Linked DNA regions of Capsicum annuum: region 2 is linked to region 1. Evidence: chromatin contacts called from public Hi-C data. All regions are on one chromosome and are shown on one strand. The core of a region is the stretch at or near the end of the contact, and the rest is flanking DNA. Distances in the headings are between cores, read along the strand shown.

Region 1 (4,166 bases), core at 1,346-3,845:
GCACAAAGACCCTTGAAAGGCGGGTACCCTCTGATTCAGCAGGGACCAATACAAGCACAAGTGGAAGACAACAAAGTCCCTATACATGCTTTATTCGTCAGATACGAGCACATCCTTTCTCCAAGAGCAATGGCCAATCTTTGCCAAGTTGCTGTGGGTTTAGCTCCATCGCAACTCTAAAATCTTGCAGTGATATAAGGCTGTGCGGAACCTGTTCTTGCATGACTTCTGAAGATCTATCGCTACTCACCTGAAAATGATGGCCTGGTCTGAGACCATTGACAGACTTCGTATAGGTCGGCTGCTTCGTTTTGCTGATATGAGCGGGCTCATGCCCACACCTTGCACCCAAAAGTCGAACACAAGATCTGATTAAACCTTTTAAGTAAGAATCTAAACCATTGTTCACAAGATTGACACAATCATTTGCCACCCCTTCGAGGCCCTGTTCTGCAGCAATCTGCTCCATGCGTTCCCTCAATGTCATGGTGTCCAATAAAGCACCAAAACGAGAAGAGCTAATACATTTACTAACTGTTGCCAAAGATAATACTCTATGTGATCCACCTACACTAACAGAGTAGAATGGAACTCCAAACGGAGCTTGTAGTTGTCTCCTAGAATGCATCTCTTTCCCATCACCTCTAGCCTGTTGTTTGTTATGTACAGAAACTGGACCTTCAACAGGTCTCTTTGTTAAAGTAAGTTTGGCTGCTTCTTGGCTTGATGCCTCCCTTCCCTCCTCTGATCGTTGTGTGAGTCCTGGATTGTGATGTACAGCCATCAAACCATCAAGGGGATTCAAGTCACCATTTTTCTTAGTAACATCAAAATCACTCGATTCTGTCGTTGATTGTTGAAAAGTAAAATTACTTTTTTCATTTGGTCCAAGCGCACTGTGGAGATCCCCAGCTCTATGACCATGCAAGCCTGTTCTGGCCTTTCGTGGAGATGATGGCAGAATGTTCCCATTTGACAAACCGGGTTGATTTGAAGAGTGTCTCAAGGAAACGCGTGATCCATTTTGCTCATAAGAGTCATTTGAAGCCTCATTACTACCAAGCACTATATTAGGCTTCAAAAACTTATTATCTCTTGATGGTGGAACTTTTGCATTACATGCATTTTTCAAAATAGAACAGATAAACTGATTGTGCAGTGCAATGTTATCTCTCCCGAAGATCCTAAGACAAATCTTACTGAACTCACCCTTTCTTATTTTCAAGCTTAGCAACCTATTTAAGTAATAGAAGTACTGTTTCGACCCATCTGGTCCGAGTTTCCTCACTATTTGAGCTTTCAATTCGGCAAGATTGATCCGTGAATGCTGATGTGGAGGTTGCATATCTGTCAGAACATAAATCCCATACAAAAGAAGCAAAGACTATATAGTTCCTACTGGTTGAAAACAGAGAATGTCAGGACCAGAACCCAATTCCACAACTAAAATTAGGGTTTATTCCTCCCAACTCCAAAAAGCTTACTTGGAAACTACATTGAATTCCTGTAATAGTAATATTTGCGTTGCCAAATCAAATCCAATCTCCAAAATCCCAACTTGTAACAGTATTAGATTTAAAAGGGCTGAGTGAGGTCTCCAACAGAAATCCAAATTCTCAACTAAATCTCCCTCCAAAACCCAATCTCGAGAAAGTATAAATCCCAAGTCCCTAATAAGACTCCATGCCTAAAATACCATCAAAACTATTGTTACTTAATAAAAACTCTCCATTTCCAGCAAGAACACCTCGCTGTAATTCCAAGTAAAGCCACAACTTTATTCCCAATTCAATAAGTTGAAACTTCCAAGAATTCCAGAGCAAACCTAAGCATACCCAAAATGTCACTTTTTATCTAAAACTTCAAAGCTTGAAGCTTCACACTTCAAGTTCAAATTCATTCTACATGAAATTGGGATGAAAGAACAGAGATTTATACTTAAAGGGTGAGAGAAATAAGAGTTCATACGGATGAAAGTGGACACTTTTGACCTTATTGGACCAATTCAGATTCACAAAGTATAGAAAAACAAATGCTTTTCAACTCTTACTTGTTTCTTGATACTCATGTAGCTTTCTCTTCCATCGCTCTGCATTTCAATATATTCTTCTCCAGAAAATCACAATTCTGAATCAAGAATTGACAATACCTACCTTCCCCTCTTTCTCTGTCTTTCTCTTCTTTCCTGAATCGAACTTTCTTTGTTCTTGTGCTTTTCTTAAACATTTTTTCTCTCCTTTCTTACTCACTCGCGTGCAAGAACATATTGTCACGCTCTATATTTCTCGTGTTGTGGCACGTGATTGCTGATTGAGTATTTGTAGAGACGTGGGATTGGTAGTACTAACTGCGCGTGGGTAAAGTTAGGTAAGAGGAAATATTTGCTCAAAGTTTGTACATATTTTGTAAGAAAAAAGAAAGATTCTTCTAAAGAGAAAATTCTATAAACTGCTTAGAGGATTTAGTTGAGCACTTGTATAGATGTTTACACCAGTCAAGCAGTCCTTTACTAATTGCTAGTACCTACATAGGAATGGAAAATTCTATTCTAAAGATGATGAACAAAGTAATTTGGTCTGATCCAAAAGTAAGTCAAAGTTCAAAACTAGGGGAACTAGAGGTAGCCTTCGTTTTTGCTGCATTCTTAAGACTTCCAAGCAAGATGAGTCGACGTCAGAAGTATGAAAGAGCTGAAGTGATTATTAAAGAATTAGGCCTGGAAATCGATTTTCGATTTATAAACACACTAAATTAATAAAATATTGGTTATCAGTTTTTGATTAGTTGGTTTTGATTTTTATCGGTTAGGTTTTCAGTTTAATCGATAAGAAAATATTTCTCTATTTTCTTTTACTTTATCTTATTTCATTTACATGCATAAAGTTTGCACCAACACAACATCATATAAAATACAAAAAACAAGAAGGTATGTATTTAAAATCTAAAATCACTATTATATAAACAAAATATAGTTTTAAAATAATCTTATTGAGTTATCTATTTAACCATTAACTAAAATCTTAAAATACAAAATTGAAAATCGAATCTATAGTCCAATAAGAAAATTACTAAACCATTTAAAATTATTAGCCCATAACCCGATAGCATTAAATCATGAACATTTTTTTTAATTAGTTATTAGCCCATAACCCGATAGCATTAAATCATGAACATTTTTTTTAATTAGTTTATCAGTTTAATCAATTTTTGTGCGCCCCTAGCCAAAACACACAACACTATTTACTGAATATTTGACCACCATTGTTCATTTAAATGTTTCTCAAATAACTTGAAAATTTATGAACTTAACCAATTCGGAAACATAGGCAGATACGGGTGTGATTACATCACATAAAAGGGCGGGCATGGACCATACCATAGACCTTAAACCTAAAGTCGATCTAGTTGATTGATGAATCTCCCCATCAGATCTAAACTATAAAACCCCGAAGAAATAATTACACTTTTTAAAGTGTTAATCCATTTTTAGTTAATGACTAATATGGTGAAAATTAAAATTATATGTCCAATGATAGTAAATATATCAATAAGTGTGTTGGGAAATGATTTCGAAGTGAGTTGCATGGATGTTATGACTTAAAAATTGAGTTAAAAAAGAGAAGATGGAACAAAAGATCTCATAAAATCCTTTATGATGAGTTTGTACCATGAGGAGACTGCTATATGGTCGAGGGATGAGACAGGACAATTTTATCCATCGTGTTGAGGTTACAAGAGGATATCGAGCAAGCCATCAGACCTCACAAGGGGTTTGTGTGACTCGACATTACTTAATTATTTTCAAATAGTGAATACCCTAAAAATGGATATTAATAGTGGTTGATGAAGATGGTGAATTAGATATAACTAAATGAACTTAATATATTAGATAGTCATAGATAATTAAAATACTTATTGAACTATTTTTTATTTGTACTTATGAATTATTGAATGTATAGAATAAATGGATTACTCAAGACTTCACTTCAATTTAAGAATGGTGTAGTGTGAACTTAATTATGACTTATTTAAATATGAATTGTTCTTGTTAAGCATGTAATTGGTATTGTTAAGCCCTAATATGTATAGATTGAGTCTTTTTTACAAATTGTTGGCCTCGAGTGAATGGATTTTCACTTAAGCCTAAGCTAAATAGAGGCTTGACA
Region 2 (4,144 bases), core at 1,021-3,520, 350 kb after region 1:
GAGAAAAAATAGGGTTAGATATAGAAATTTTTTATTAATGTAAATAAATTTTTATATGATTTGAGATAAGTTTTAAAAATTTTAGTATGATTTTAAAATTTATAATAAATAAATTATCTTGTATTTTTTGATAAACAATTACTCATTGAAAGTCTTCTTTTTGTGAAATCTCGATATATGATGTGAGGTGAGTTTTCTAATGTTTTAGCATGTTCTTGATATTTACAATTTTGACAGTAAATGCGATTATAGAGATAAATTTGTTTGTGATTTGAGGTAAGTTTTCTAGAATTTTTAATATGTTCTTAAAATTTATAAAATAAATTATCATGTATTCTTGATAAACAATTGCTCATTGAGAAACACTTTTTTTGTGAATTTTGTATGTAACTTATAATTGAAGAGATAAATTTTTTGTGATTTGAGTAAGTTTTAATTAGTGTAGGAATTATCATAGGGGTTTTAAAGAAAAAATAAAAAGAAAACGTTTAATATTGGCATAAAAAAAGAGAATGGTACTAGGGTTCAATTTTTTGGTTGGTTGATTTATTTATAAACCTTTCTTCAAGGGTTTAGACCTAAAGATAAAGAGAACAATATTTAATCAGTTGTTTTGCATGCATTCCTACTTTATTTGAAAGAATTGAATAATTAATAGTCTCTTTCTTTTTTCATGGTGGGTTATTTTATAATTTTTCATTACATCATATATGGTCTGTTTTTGTACTCCATCTATGTTTAGTTATCTCCTTGCATTATTTTTTTCAGTTAATTGCTTTAAAGATTATATATGAATTATACAAAATTAATAATTGATTTGCATGAAGCATGATCTTTAATTTTATACAACGTACAATGACATATTTGATATACAATATTTATTTACATCATTTGAATATACATAAATTTATTTTAGCATCATTGCCATTTTTAATTATTTTTGTATTTATATATAATTTTATTTATTGATGCAAGTTACACGTGCAAAGCATGTAAACTAAACTAGATATATATATATATATATTATTATTATTATTATTATTATTATTATTATTATTATTAGTTATATATAAGAGGGAGTTTGAGTGCTGAAACAGACAGCAGGTCGACATGCCTGCTTCAGCTGCTTCAACCGTATTTTTATTGTATCATCCTTAATTAATTATTATAAGTTATTTACGTATTAGAAAAATAATAATATTTAATATAATTAAGTAAAATAAATATTTCTAACATGTCTGCTTCAGCTGTTTCAACCGTAATTTTATCATATCACCCCCAATTAATTATTATAAGTCTTCTAGGTATTAAAAAATTAATAGTATTTAATAAAAAAAAATGAAATAGACATAAAATAATAAATTAGCTCTTGATATTTTAAATTAGCTTAACGTGTTATATGAGGCCCACTTAGATTATTTTTCACAAGTAATTTTCTTAGTTATTATGTTATATCACTTCAAATACATGTTTATTTCATGGCTTCAATCGTGATTTTACTATATCATCCCTAATTACTTATTATGGTTATTTAAGCATTAAAAAGTTATATTATTAGTATCCCATATAAGAAGTGATAATAAGCAGTTGAAATAGGCTACTCATGGTCGACATACCTGCTTCAGCTACTTTAATCGTGATTTTACTACATTATTCCTAAATAATTATTATAAGTCATTTATGTATTAAAAAATTAATAATATTTAATAAAAAACTAAAATAGATATTTATGACATGATTGTTTCAACTAATTCAATCGTAATTTTACTATATTATTCATACTTAATCATTTTAAGTCATTTAAGTATTAAAAAATTAATAATATTTAATAAAAAGTGTAAAATAGACGTAAAATGATAAATTAATTTTTGATGTTTTAAATTAACTTGACGTCTTATATGAGACCACTTAAAAAAAATTCACAAATATTTTTTGTAATAATTTTACTATGTCACTTCTAATTAGTCGAATAGAAGAAAAAAATATTATAAATCACAATAATTAAAAACTTAAATAATTTTAAAAATCTAATTGACTATCAATGTCACAAAAGTTTGAACAACTTAAAATATCGTTGCACAAATTTCAACAATCTAAATATAATATGATATGCCTAACTTAGAATTTATCAATCAAACAAATGAACTTTTAATTAAATGATAGAATTATATATAACGTAGAATTTTTAAGGATCAACATTGGACCGTGCTTAGCACGGCGTGAGCCGACTAGTATATATATCTATGTATGAAATTTTTTATTTTCATTCAATTCCGGATAATGTTAGGAAGACTATTATGAAACAAAAAAATATAAAAATCATGAAAAAGTGGTGTCATGCACCCCCGGTTAGCCGCTTCTTAGCTAAACGATCTCTAAATCATTTCTCTGCGAATACCGGCTTCGACATTGGGCGAGTGAGTTTCTTCCAAACCCTAATGCACACTTGCCAATTATTTCCCTTTTGATTCTCTGTCTCTCTTCAATTTAAGCGACCCATCTTTATACAGGAACTGGTAACAATTTTGCAATTTTTCAGCTTAATTGTACTTGTGAAACTGTATAGTTATTTGAATCATCGTAATTTAAAACATACTGAATTTACTTTCCTATGATGTTTCAATTAGCTTAAACTATTGAAATTTACTTCCATAAAACTTATTCTTGTATTATGTAATCATTTATCGTGTCAAGAGACCGATTGCATCGCCAATTCTGTTTTAAGTTATCTGTTCAATGCTGCTATGTTATTCTGGCTCTTCATAGTATAAAACTGTTCTTCTTTTAGTGTTTTACACTTGATAAAAGATTATTGATGCATCATATCTCAGCAACAGAAAAAGAATGCAGATACTTAAAAATGCCCTTTAACTTGACTTCAGCGTAAATTTATGCACTCCAACTCTGGGTGTGCACAAATTGGCACGTAAACTATCATAAATTTGAACGTGTGTGAGTTGACACACGCGTCCTACTAGATTTGTCACGTAGGATGCGTGTGTCTACTTGTTTAAATCTAGATTTGCCATGTAGGACACGTGTCTATTTGTTCAGCTTTATGATAGTTTAGTATCTATTTGTGCACACTCAATGTTGGAGGGCATAGATTCCAACCGAGGCCAAATTAAAAGGCATGTTTATGCATTATGCCGAAAAAGAATTGTGTTATTGCGTTGATCTATCTTATTCTGAGAAATAGAAAAACGATAATGATACCCCCTCTTTCCTAATTTATGTGGCATACCCCCTCTTTCCTAATTTATGTGGCACAATTGGAATTTGGATAGTCAACTAAGTTTTTCTTTGATTGGAATTTCCTTATATGCCTTTTAAATATTTTAAGTTGTTAATCATTGTAATATATAGTATTTTTTACGTAGTTTTCAAATATACAAATTTTATTTCAAACAACTTAAAGCTTCTATGTCCGAATTCACCGTCAAAGTTTAAAAGTTTGAATCTTGAAATTCCAACCGTTGGGATGGAGGGGGTACATATTTTTTTTTATATATAATTGAGAAATCCATGTGGCCAGTTCTTAGGATCAATCAAAACTTTCGAAACTCTGGGATAATGGGTCCGCTCTTTTATCCTTCTCCAATTAAATACCAGGCTTAGTTTGCATGGTACTTAATTTTTTTAACAACAGCTGTTTCAACCGTCCGTTTTTTGTGTTCTTTCCCTTTTTAGGTTTCATAGTGTATAACTTTGAAGCAGTTGCTACCATTCTTATTTGTTAAATGTTAAGACATCTGGGAATTAAGACAAGAATCAAAGAGTATCCCTTCAAATGTTATATGATTCAGTAGCTTATTTAGTGCTCCCTCACCTTCCATTGGTTTTTGTGTTCTTTCCCTTTTTAGGTTTCATAGTGTATAACTTTGAAGCAGTTGCTACCTTTCTTATATGTTAAATGTTAAGACATCTGGGAATTAAGACAAGAATCAAAGAATATCCCTTTAAATGTTATTAGATTCAGTATAGTACTCCTTCACCTTCCATTTTATATCAAACTTTCTCCTTTTGTGGGACATCCAGAATTTTTTGATGCAATGCCATTTATATACAATGTTCACGATTTTCAAGAATTTAAGTTCTTTAAACTAAAGGGCAGCCCGGTGCACTAAAGCTCCTACGCTGCGCA

Evidence for each region. A called contact is a pair of places that touch in the nucleus more often than the background predicts.
Region 2: a Hi-C map of leaf shows a contact between it and region 1, with 2.3 times the contacts expected there. The contact joins the promoter of LOC107850409 here to the promoter of LOC107849141 in region 1. A contact is called at or near these places in 2 of 5 Hi-C or Micro-C datasets (bud and leaf).

Annotation. Positions count from the first base shown.
Region 1 is chr12:173,806,389-173,810,554 of UCD10Xv1.1, forward strand. LOC107849141 reads right to left here and starts at 2,596. Exons shown (of 2, transcript XM_047401067.1): 1 at 2,051-2,596; 2 at 1-1,825. The coding sequence starts at 1,345. The coding sequence ends at 98.
Region 2 is chr12:174,155,211-174,159,354 of UCD10Xv1.1, forward strand. LOC107850409 (probable protein phosphatase 2C 60) reads left to right here and starts at 2,271. Exons shown (of 11, transcript XM_016694905.2): 1 at 2,271-2,417. The coding sequence starts at 2,298.